Linked DNA regions of Rattus norvegicus: region 2 is linked to region 1. A link is a contact called in public Hi-C data. All regions are on one chromosome and are shown on one strand. The core of a region is the stretch at or near the end of the contact, and the rest is flanking DNA. Distances in the headings are between cores, read along the strand shown.

What was found. Hi-C and Micro-C count contacts between places; a contact is called where the count stands out from the background.
Region 2: a Hi-C map of the A7r5 cell line shows a contact between it and region 1, with 4 times the contacts expected there. The contact joins the enhancer-like site here to the promoter of Tgfbr2 in region 1. A contact is called at or near these places in 6 of 12 Hi-C or Micro-C datasets (the A7r5 cell line, the Rat2 cell line, liver and 2 more).

The regions. Positions count from the first base shown.
Region 1 is chr8:124,758,394-124,764,144 of GRCr8, forward strand. It overlaps Tgfbr2 (transforming growth factor, beta receptor 2), which reads right to left and starts at 3,076. Exons shown (of 7, transcript NM_031132.4): 1 at 2,627-3,076. The coding sequence starts at 2,720.
Region 2 is chr8:124,971,733-124,977,398 of GRCr8, forward strand. All of the region lies in intron 4 of LOC120094286 (a long non-coding RNA gene), which reads right to left. Among named protein-coding and RNA genes, the nearest start is that of Tgfbr2, 210 kb to the left of the region's middle. Within about 2 kb of position 1,954, at least 30 of the 93 cell types and tissues checked have an H3K27ac peak or open chromatin away from gene starts, as enhancers often do. A contact at or near this core is called in the A7r5 cell line and liver, where this site is marked.

The DNA of each region.
Region 1 (5,751 bases), core at 1,826-4,325:
GCGTGCACAAAATAAGTACATACATTTTAAAATTAAAATTTATCTACATTTCTTGTCAGCTGGGGAGATGGCTCAGTTCATAAAGCACTTGTCATGCAAGTATGGGGACCTGAAATCAGATCCCCAGCGCCCACATAAATGGCCAGAAGGATGTGTTGGTGACCTCTAGTGCCAGCACCCAGGAGGCAGACTCTGGGGTTCTCCAAGACAAGCTGGTTAGCAGGACAAACCCACGCAGTGCACTGTGGGTTCAACTAGAATCCTTGCACCATCTAAGAAGCCTGCCTGAGTAAATGAAGTGGAACAACTGAAGACCACCCTCTCTCTGTCAACCTCCAGCCTCCACACCCATGAGCACCCTCTGTCAACCTGCAGCCTCCACACCCATGAGCACCCTCTGTCAACCTCCAGCCTCCACACCCATGAGCACCCAAGGGTGTGCCCACCCTAGTCCAGTACTCATGTACAGCACCCTCAGAGAAACATGAGGAAAAGAAGTTTTAAATAATTTTCTTTAGTGTGAATTTCTCTTACACTGAAATCGCTTGTTCACTTGCCAGGCTGGTCAGCATGAGATATTTGTTTGTTTAGGACTGACTAGGGCTTTGTAAAGAATCCTCCTTCCTTCTCATTGTCTCTTGCATTAAAGTTATCTTGAGAAACATTCTCACAGTTTACCACTATGTCAGAGAAATCCCAATACCCTTTTCTTCTCTGGAAACTGAAAAGGCAAGTGGAATTCCACACATCCTTTCCCTGGGACCAACTTTAAACCATCTTTAAAGACTTTGATCCACATGGGTACAACTCAAAATGAACTGTCCAAACATTCTGGAATAGCAATTCCATAAAATGTTTAAAAAGAAAAAACTCTCTGTTTTATAAAATCATTTAAAGCCCAAATTAACAAGACCCACCAAGCCCATCAGCTAATTGTTTAAAACTGTGTATAAATGACCCACAAGCTACAGAGCCTGGAACTCGAAAATCGCAAATCTCACTCTTGTAAACAAAACTCAAACTGGGGCCTCTGGACTTTGGTTCTTCCCGAGCTAAAACAAATGTTTTATGTACACAAAAAGAAGGGTGTTCTTTCGGATGGTCTTCAGCAAAACGCGGCAGTTTTTCTTTTAATTTTTTTCTTCCTGCGTGTGTTTATGTGTGTTCGGGGTAGGGTCTGTGTGCATGGGAAGGGGCAGGGGAGGACACCAAGTGCCCTCTGTCACTCTCCATGGAGTCTCTCTCTGAACCTAGAGCTAGCTTGGCATCTAGAAATTTCCAAAGGGTCTTCAGTCTTCTCTCACTACCACTGGGCTGGCGATGAACCACGCCCAACTTTGCATACGGACCCTGGGGGGTTTGAACTCAGGTCCTCAAGCTTGCACAGCAAATGCTCTTACCAGCCGGGCCAAATCTCCCAGCCCAGTTTTAAGAGGCTGGAGTAACATCAGAAACAGTTGGGCTTTCTGGAGCTGCCCTTTAACGGAAACCAACGACACGAAAGCAGAGTTTATGAAACGACTAAGACCCTGGTGGGATTTTTGTTGTTTTCCTTTATCGGACTCTTCCCTGAGATGGTCCGCTCCTGTTTGCAATATGATCCAAAACCGTTAAATCACTCCAACTACTGACATCTTCAAAGCCCTCCCTCGAACCCCACCTCCGCGCCCGGCAACACGCACACACAGGGCCACCCCATCCTCTGTGTTTCACCCCAAATCCACCCTGGCCACCTCTTAGTCACCAAGGAAGGTCATGGAAAGCCAGTGATGAAAAGAGTGTAAACTTACACAAACTGAACCACTGAGTTATACACAAGGGGAAACCGAGGCCCAGAGCCACGAGATTTGCCCGGATAGTGGTCCTACACAGATAGCAGCAACAATTCTAACTTTAGGGTTAAAATGTCAGACTTTAAACTTCCCAAAAAAGTTCTTAGGAAGGAGCCCTAGTTCTTGCACCACCCCTGCGATGGGACCTGGAGGGCAACCCGGGTTAGGTGTTTCCACTGAACCGCAGCTGCTGAGATCTTTAATTCCAGGCAGTACCCGTGCAGTCCAACACTTAGTAGGCATGCAGCAAATTTTTCTCAGCCATCAACCCGACCACCCTCACTGGGTCCGCATCCCAGCAGGCCAGGAAACAGTGAGGCTAGAGATCAGTTCTTTTCTCTAACTTGTACCCAGTGAGTCGCGGCCCAGAATCCCTCCCGAGGTGGCAGAGCTGAGGGCTGGGAGTCTGGTTTAGTCGCGGTGTCTCGGGCAGTGAGCGGCCCAGGTGTGCAGCAGCTGGGCGGCCAGTCCCCTGCCGATGCTCCTCCAACTTCCAACTTCTTAAACTTCCCTTTCCGGGGATGCAGGCCCCTCGTGGCCGCCCTCGCCTCTCGTGCGCTCACAAAGGGGTCAGGAGCGTCCCCAAGTCCCCCGCAAGTGGACTGTCCTGCTCTTTTGCGAGAGATCTTCCCCGGAACCCCGCGGGCCCGAGCCGACTCGGGCCGCTACAAACTTCCCGTTTCCGCCCTCGCGCCGGGTCCCGCGGCCGACTGTCAGTCGCTGCCCTGGGGGTTGGAGAAGGAGCGAGGAGCCCTAGTGAACCCCCCAGCGTCGCGCCCCGGCCACTCACTCACCCGACTTGGGAACGTGCGGCGGGATCGTGCTGGCGATGCGCGTCCACAGGACGATGTGCAGCGGCCACAGGCCCCGGAGCAGCCCCCGACCCATGGCAGCCCCCGTCGCTCGTCATAGACCGGCCCCTGGGGCGCCGCGAACCGAGCCTCGGGGACCCCGGGCTGCGCCTTTATTCCTCGCCCTCTCAGGATGCCTGCGCCGCCCGGAGCGCGCTGGGCAGAGGTGCGGGCCAGATGTGGCCGGCGATCCCCGGAGCTCGGAGGCCCGGAGGAGGCCCCCGGCGGCCGAGGAGAGCTGCGCAGGAGGCTGGGGCTCCGTCCCCCAGGCGAGCGTGTGCGCGCGCGGGGGGTGTCGTCGGTCGGTGCGCGCGAGTGACTCACTCATCAACTTTACCCGGGCGCCGGGAGGGAAACAGGAAACTCCTCGCCAACAGCTGGGCAGGACCTCTCGCCGCCCAAGAGCCTTCCAGCTCCGGTCCTCTCCTCCAGCTTCCAGCCCTCGCCTTCCTCCGGCCACCAATCAAGGCCGCTGGATTGGACCTTGAGGGACTCTACGAACTTTGAGTTGCCCACTCCCAGCGCTCCCACTCACCCCGACCCTGCTAAGTCCCGGCTCCAAGTTCAAACTCAGAAGTGACTAAGCGCACGTTTCGCAAAACAAGCTAGAAGGTGGTGTAAACCACTTTCCTTGATACCCTCCTCCAAGCATCCCCTACACCTTCTAGGCATTGCTCCCAGGGACTTCATAACTCCGTTGAGACCCAGGAGGGAGCTCTGAAATGTAGCTCCAGAGTCCCGAACACGTGGTTTCCCCTAATAAAATAACGGTAAGCACTTCATGAGAACTTAGTTTCAGTTTTATGGACATGCATGCGTGATTACGTTTGTAAAGGACTGTTTCTTACTGTGGAACAAAAGTCCAGGGGCTTGTCTCCGAGTTTAGTGTGCGAATTAATCACTCTGGGCTAGGAAGTTAGCTAACCTGCAGGTTCTGGTTTAGTAGGTCTGAACCGGCAGCGTCTGCATTTCTAATGAGCACCTGGGTAGAGCCTCGGATTGGAAGGACCATTTCCTGGGCGTGGTCTGCTGGGTAAAGCCAAATAGTTGGCCCTGTGATCGCGGTAGGGCTGGTATTTTCAGGGTGTTGCCTGTCAGAAACTAAAGAAATAAAAGTGTTTTGGGGACCAGGCTGGGATGGCGCACGTGGGCGGGACTCTACGAGTTCGGGGCCAGCCTCGTCTACAGAGTGAGTTCTATGGCAGCTAAAGCTATACTGTCCTGGAAAACCAAAAATAAAATGAATAAAAAATAAAATAAAAAGTGTCTTAGGTTGGGGGGTTCTGCTTTCTGTTTTCCAATGATCAATCTTTGATAATTCAGGTAAGGACAGAAAATACGTGGCTGAAGGTAGAAAGGCTATCAGTAGGAAGACCCATCAAAATTTTCATTCTTTCTGGTGTGACCACATTTTCCAGAGACAATCTCTGTGGTGTATGTGTGTGTGCGTGCATGTGTGCATGCATGTGCATGTGCGTGAGCGTGTGTGTGTGCGTGTGTGTGTGTGCATATGCATGTGCATGTAGGTTTGGGTGTGTGGGTGTGCGCGTGTGCATGTGTGAACCTGTCTGTGTGGGGCACGTGGAGGCCGTAAGTTCACATCCCATGTGTACCTCAATCACCTCACCTGATTTGTTTTTAAGGGTTTATTTTATTTGATGTGTGAGTACCTTGCCTTCATGTCTGCATGTGCATCACATGCACGCCTGTTGCAGAAGAGACTATGAGAGGACATAGAGTCTTCTGGAACGAGAGTCACCGAAGGCGGCACTAGCCACGTGTCCAGGAGGTGACTTTGTGAGTCCTGGGAACTGAATCTGGGTCTCTGTAGAAACAGCAAGTGCTCTGAATTGCTGAGCCAGCTCTCCAGCCCCTTGACTCGCATGAGTTTCCCATGGATCCTGGAGATGGAAGATTGGCCTGACCAGCTGGTCAACAACCCAGACATCCTCCTGCCTCTGCTTCCCCAGCACTGGGGTCTCAGCTGCATCTGTGCCAGCTGTGTGTGTGTGTGTGTGTGTGTGTGTGTGTGTGTGTGTGTATCACTGTGCACAAGTGAGTGTGGGTGCACACATACATGGAAGCCAGAGGATACCCAGAGTCCTCTCTGTCACTACCTGCCTTATTTATTTGAGACAAGGTCTCTCACTGAACCTAAAACCAGGATGGTGACCAGCAAGCTCCAATGATTCTCCTGTCTCTGCTCCACAACACTGGAGCTATGGGCACACATGAAGCAAATGGTGGGCTTTCTGTGTGGGTGGTGGGACCTGAACTCGGGTCCTCGTGGTTGTGCAGCAAGCACTTTACACACCAAGCTCTCTCCTGCCCCCCAACCCAGTTTCCTATGCAGGGTCTGGAGGTGGGGTCTCCACATATGTGGCAATCACTTTATCTGAGCCATAGTCCCAGCCCCTGTTCTGCGGTTTATTAATGTAATCTCCATTCTCTGTCAGACACCTGAGTGGATGATGAAGTCTGTGATCAACCAGCCCTCAAAACTAGGGACCCTCAATATTTCATGGTTCAGGTTAGGGTTGTTGAGAGGAAAATCATGACCAAAAGACACTTGGTGAGGAAAGGGTTTATTTTAAGTTTGTGCTCTTATCATCTAGGGAAGTCATCGCATGAACCCAAGCAGGGCAGGAACCTGGAGGCAGGAACCGAAGCAGAGGCCACGGAGAAGTGCTACTTACTGGCTTGCTCCCCCTGGCTCACTCAACTGCTGACAAGTTGGGCCCTCCCATGTCAGTCACCTATCAGCCCACAAGCCAATCTGATGGAGGCGTTTTCTTAATTGTGGGTCCCTCTTCTCAGGTAATTCTAGCGGTGTCAAAAACAAACAACCGTGGCAGAAGGTTTGAGAGACGCTGTCTGCTCATACAGTGAATTGTGCCTAAGACAAGCTAGGTTTACCCAGAACAAAGGCAGAGGGCCCTTCCTCAAACCCAATGCATGCAGCTGACTTTGGCAGGCTAAGGGTGAATTTGTTAAAGCTGGAACTCTGTCTTGATTCAGCACCAAAAACTACCTCTGGATCACCTTCTAGGAAAGGGTCATCTTTTACC
Region 2 (5,666 bases), core at 704-3,203, 210 kb after region 1:
CCACCTCTGTGCCTCTTAAGTGATGGCAGGCAGGTTCCCTGGACCTGGGGTTGTATACAGGGGGTTGTGAGTTGCCCGATGTGAGTGTTGGGGACCAAACTTGGGTCATCAGTAAGAGCAGGAAGTGTTCTTAATTGCTATGCCGTTTCTCCACCCCCCACTCCCACCCTAGTGAATTGCTGTTCTTGCTCTGACAAATTATTTGACAGAAGAAACTTGAAGGAAGGAAGGAAAGAAGGAAAGAAGAAGGGAGGATGGAAGTAAAGAAGGAAGGAAGTAAAGAAGGAAGGGAAGAAGGGAGGGAAGGAGGAAGGAAGGACGGAAAGAAGGAAAGGAAGGAGGGAAGGAGGGAGGGAAGGAGGGAAGGAGAGAGGGAGGAAAGGACGAAGGGAGGGATGGGTTATTTTGGTTCAGGGGAAGCATGGCCAGAGGACCTTGAGGCAGATGGTCACTTGCATCCAGTCAGGTAGCAAGGAGATATGAACTCTTCTGCTCAGTTCAAGTTCTCTTTTTATTTGTCCAGGCTTTCAAGCCAGGGGACAGTGCCACCCTCACTCATGGGGGGGGGGTCTTTGCTACTCAGCCAAATCTCTCTGGAAACTTCCTCTTAGGCACACCTAGAGGTGTGTCTCCTAGGTGACTCCAAACCCTGTCGGGTTGACAGTGAACATCTTCCATCGCACGTGTCCATCACAGAGTGTGCACCACATTTCCTTGTAGGCTCTTCATTGCCCGGGACAATGTCCTTCAAAAGATACATCCTACTGCAAGCTGTGGGATTTTCTAAAGAGGAACCAAGAGAAGGTTTGCTATTCAGTGAGCAAACTGTAAGGAGAGAAAGGCTACAAGACCAGGACTTGGATCTGGTGGGGACAGAACAGTGATGTCTGGTCTGATTGTTAGAGCATTCACAGGGCAGGGCTCAAGCAAGTCCAATGGAAAGGGCCACAGCAAATGGAGAGCCACCACACTGAGAGGGCACAAAATCACAAGGGATGGGGAGCAGCCTTGTGAGTGTCAGTAGCACTTGGGTGGGGCACTTGGCAAATCCGTCCTCGGATCTTAAATCTTTTTTAAAAGTTGGGCTAAGATTGTGAACCTCAACCTACAAGGTAGGATCCCTGGTTTGTCCCTGAGGAGAGAATTGCTTGAGTAACCTTGGGTTTAAAAGAGTCTATTTGGGGTAGCGTATTTGTTTATTATTTAGAGTCTCAGGTAGTCCAAGCTGGGCTTGACCTTGATACATAGTAGATTATATATTCTGATTTCAGGCTGCCACCTCCTCTACTCCTTCTGGCGTTCTGGGATGATAGACATGTGCCGGTGTGCCGGCTTTACGTGGTGTCTCCATTGCTCTGCAACCCTGGCCCCTTACTCAGGACAGGGAACCTTCAGGCGTGGCCCCAGAGCCAGAATGCCAGCATCATCTTGGGCGTTCCTCTGCTATGCAAATTCCCAGGCCACATTCCAGCCCAGAAATGCACTCAATCAGAAACACAGCGTCTGTTTTCAGTGAGCCTCCAGGTGATGGTGATTGGCACGCACACTCACGGACCAGTGGACCGCAGAGGAGGGAGGCATGCCTTTCCCATGAGTCACCTGATAGGGCTTGGATTTATTGCCTTCAGGTGTTTTAAGTCAAGGGTAATTCAGCCAGTGGCATGTTAACACATTGCCCACAGCATAAAGAGAGAGTAAAATGTATTCCTCCACACAAAGCACATAACTAGAGCGGTTTCCTCCTTCTTGGCTGCATTCCATGCAAGTGATACAAAACGAACGCTGACCTCAACTATTTTCTAAGAAATTAAATAGGGGAAAACAACAAACCCACGGGTTCCACCTATCCCCAGACACCACTATTTCTAACTGGCTGAGTGCTGGTGCTCTGGAAGCATGTGATGTCCTCGTGCCAGCTCCGCTTTAGATTTCCGCGCAGGGCTGTCTCTCCGAGAGTTCTTGATGGAGTCTGCATGAGCTGCTGGCAGGAGTCAAACACAGGAATGCTGGCTCTGCGTTGTGCTGGCCAGGCTTGGCAGGAGACCTTTCTTTAGGTTCTGCTGAATTAGTTACTTTTCTCAGTGTGGTCAAAAACAGGAGAAAAGGCAGCTTAAAGGAGAACCAGTTTATGTTGCTTCGTGGCTTAAGGGGTGGGCGTGGGGGTGGGGTGGCGGTGGAGGGGCAGTATTCCAGGTGGGGAACACAAGGAGGCCGGAGCATGGTCCATTAGGCTGTAGTTAGGGAGCAGAGAATGAAGTGAGGCCGGAAGTGCTTTCATAAAACCTCAAGCCAGCCTACAGTAACCCACTTCCTCCACTGAGGCTTCAGGTTCCACAACTCTCCCAAAGAGCGCCACCAGCTGGGGCCAAGTGTTCCAACACAGGAGCCTAGGAGACGCGTCTCATTCAACCATCACAAACTCTAAATGTGCTCGCAGTGTGCAAGCCGGGGCTCTAGGCCTAGTGCTTCTGAGAAGATGGAGAAGGCACGGCACGCTAAGCCAGTGCCTCTGCTCCCCCAGAGGGATTCCCTCGACACTCCGGTTTCAGTAAAATTACAATCCCCGCGAGCTCTGCTTTTCCGACACCTTCTCTTGTTTCATAGACTACTTATAAGTACAATCAAACACCCCTAGTACCTGAAGGAAGGCATAAGCCGTAAAGAACCACCCTTGTTTTCTTTGCCAGGAAATACCACCGAGCTTCCTCGATCCTTTCCAGAGGTGGGCCACACATCACATTCCTTACTGGCCATCTGGAACAGTGGGAACCTTGCAACTGTGGAGAAGTCAGCCACGCCCACGTTTCCAAGCACATCCTTAGACCCAAAGCAGAAGCCACGGGATTACCCAAGAATCAGCTCTGAGGCTCTGAACAGACCACCCAGCTCTCTTTACACATAGTGCTGTAGAGGACTGCTGTGGGTGTTTTCTAGTTCTTCCAATATGGAAGTATATTAGATATACTAGATAATATAGTATAATATATATAATAATCCATATAGAGCTATTGTGGGTTTGTAAAATGTGTTACATTACTGATCCTAGATCAAGGATTGTGAACTCTGGTATTATGTTAATTTTCTATTGCTGTCCAAACAAGCAAACAAACAAACAAACATCTAAGGAAAGCCCAGTAATATTGCTCAATGAGTAAAGGCGCTTGCTGCCAAGACTGACCACCAGATCTGGTCTCCTAGCTCTCAAAGTTGCTTTCTGACCTCCACACACATTCTATGGAATGCACAGGCACACACACACTCATACAGACACAAACACTCACACACACACACACACACACACACACACACACACACACACACACTTCACTTTCTTCTTGCTAGGAGCTCACTGGGCAGCTATCTGATGCTCATCCTGAAACTGTAGCAACCATCCCTCCAGAGCCCCAGGTTCTGTACGAGATCTCTGCCACACACAGAGACAGATCTTTTGGGACAAGAAACCAAGATCAAATCTCGGTCCTCCGGAAGAACTGAAGAGCCTTGATTAGCCCAGGAGTTGAGAGCTGGAAGTCTGCTGGAGGTTATTTCAGAAGAGAACTCACAGTGTGTAAAAGAGCAGTGACAATTTCTTTACTCCTCAAGAACCAGGGCTCTGTTACTATATAATTTTTCTTTTATCTTAAAAGCTCCAGGCTGCAGGCCACCCAGTCTGAGTCTTCTGGCCCAGAGATTATAGCATGGATGGCTGGAGTGCTTCAGCCATTTCTGGGCACTAAGTCGCACATGTTTTCCTTTGGGGCTGTGCTAGACTGTTGCTTCTGAAGTTTCTGAAGAACCAGCTTGCTCAGGATAAGAAGAAACAGTTACCTTAAGTACAATGAAGGGCCCTGAGGGTGTCATTCACAAAAAGGTGCAGGGGGTGAAGGCACGGCTTGGTGGGGGAGGGGGATATTTGTTTTTGTTTTTAAACTTTCCCCATCACCAGTAACTTTTACAAAGCCAGTCTTGTGCTGAAATATGGAGAAGCTCTATCGAGATGAGCTGATCTAAAGTTGCTGGCAGGAAAACAAAGAATGGGAGCAATTAGAATGACTTATCTCGTCTCACCCCACTGGTTATCAGCAAAGCAATTGGACGATTGGACACAGCATTGATTTCCAATAGATAGTTTTTCTTAAGAATAGTGAACACCCTCCATTGCTATGTAGCACAGGGCATGACGGGAGAGCCTTAATTTCAAAAGCAGCTACCTGACGCTGAACATTCAATTGAAACGTTTATATACCAACAGAGAAGTCCTAATGAGATCCTTCAAGCAGTAGACTGCTTGCCCACCTCACTAACTGTCACACTAGTGCAAAGGGACATTGACACGCCCTCCCTGTTTCCTGATTGGGTACACGTGCAATTGTAAAAACAATTGTATTTATAAAAAATATGGCTTTTTAAAGAGGTAAATATTAACTATAAAAAGATTTCTCTTCAGACCCACAGAATGCCTTAAGAAATACCCGCTTGACTGTATCCCTTTGGGGGCTTCATCCTTGAGACTCTCAAAGTTTACCGTGAGTTGACATCTGGTTGAAAGGAGAAAGTTTCTAGCCGAGTGCTTCTGAAACTTGCTCATGAAGTCCGGATCTTGTTTAAAGGCCATGTTCAGATGCAGTGGGTCTGCCGTGAAGTCTGCGATGCTGCCTAGGGACAGGTACAGGGGCGCCTGGGGACAGGTACAGGGGCTCCTGCCGCCCGCAGGTCACATTCTCTCTTTTGCTTACAGACAAGGTTTCACTGTAGTCTGGGCAGGTCTCAAACTTTCTCTGTAGCCCGGATAACCTGGAATTTACAATCCTACTGCCTTTGTCCCATCCCTAGTGTTGGCATTATAGACATATGCCACCACATCCAACCGGGCCGGTTAGTTATCGTCATTTTGACACACACTAGAGTCACTGGGGAAGAGGAAACCTCAATAGAGGAATTGCCCCCATCAGATTGGCCTGTGGACCCATGAGGGGTGGGAAGCATTTCCTTAGATGATGATTAATGTGGAAGGGCCCAGGTTCCTGGTAGTGGTGCCACCCCTGGGCAAGTGATCCTAGGTTCTACAAGAAAGCAGGCTGAGCAAGGCACAGGCAAAGTATTATAATAGCAGCATTCCTCCATGGCCTCTGCCTCAGACCTGCTTCCGGCTTCCGGCTTCTGGTTCCTGTTTTGAGTTCCTGCCTGGCTTTTCCTCCTCCGGTTGCTCTTTTGCTCACAATGTTTATCACAGCAACAGAAAGCAATTAAGACACCAGCTATGGGCTTATTTGAAGTACCAAGGACCCAGAAGATCTGTAAACCGAGGCAAGAAGGGAGAAGACCCACAGGCCAGAGCTACAAGCAGCTGCGATCTTCAAAGGCAGGCCTTTGACATAACCACCAGTTGCAGATATATTCCTACAGGGCGTCCCACCAAGCTGTGAAGGAAAGTGCTTTATGGTTTCACACTGGGAAAAGCTCCTCGGTAAAAGGGATCCATTTCTTTTTGTATTGGGAAACCACCCAGGGTCTTTATTTACTAAAAGCTAGGGATGCCTTTGGGGCTTTTGGTAGCCATAAATGTTCAAGCCCCAAAGCCTCTGGTTCTACCACAGTCAGAGTATGGAGATGCTAGAAGCGGGGGTGAGGGTGGGGGTCTGACTTTTCCTTACTTCTTTTTGTTG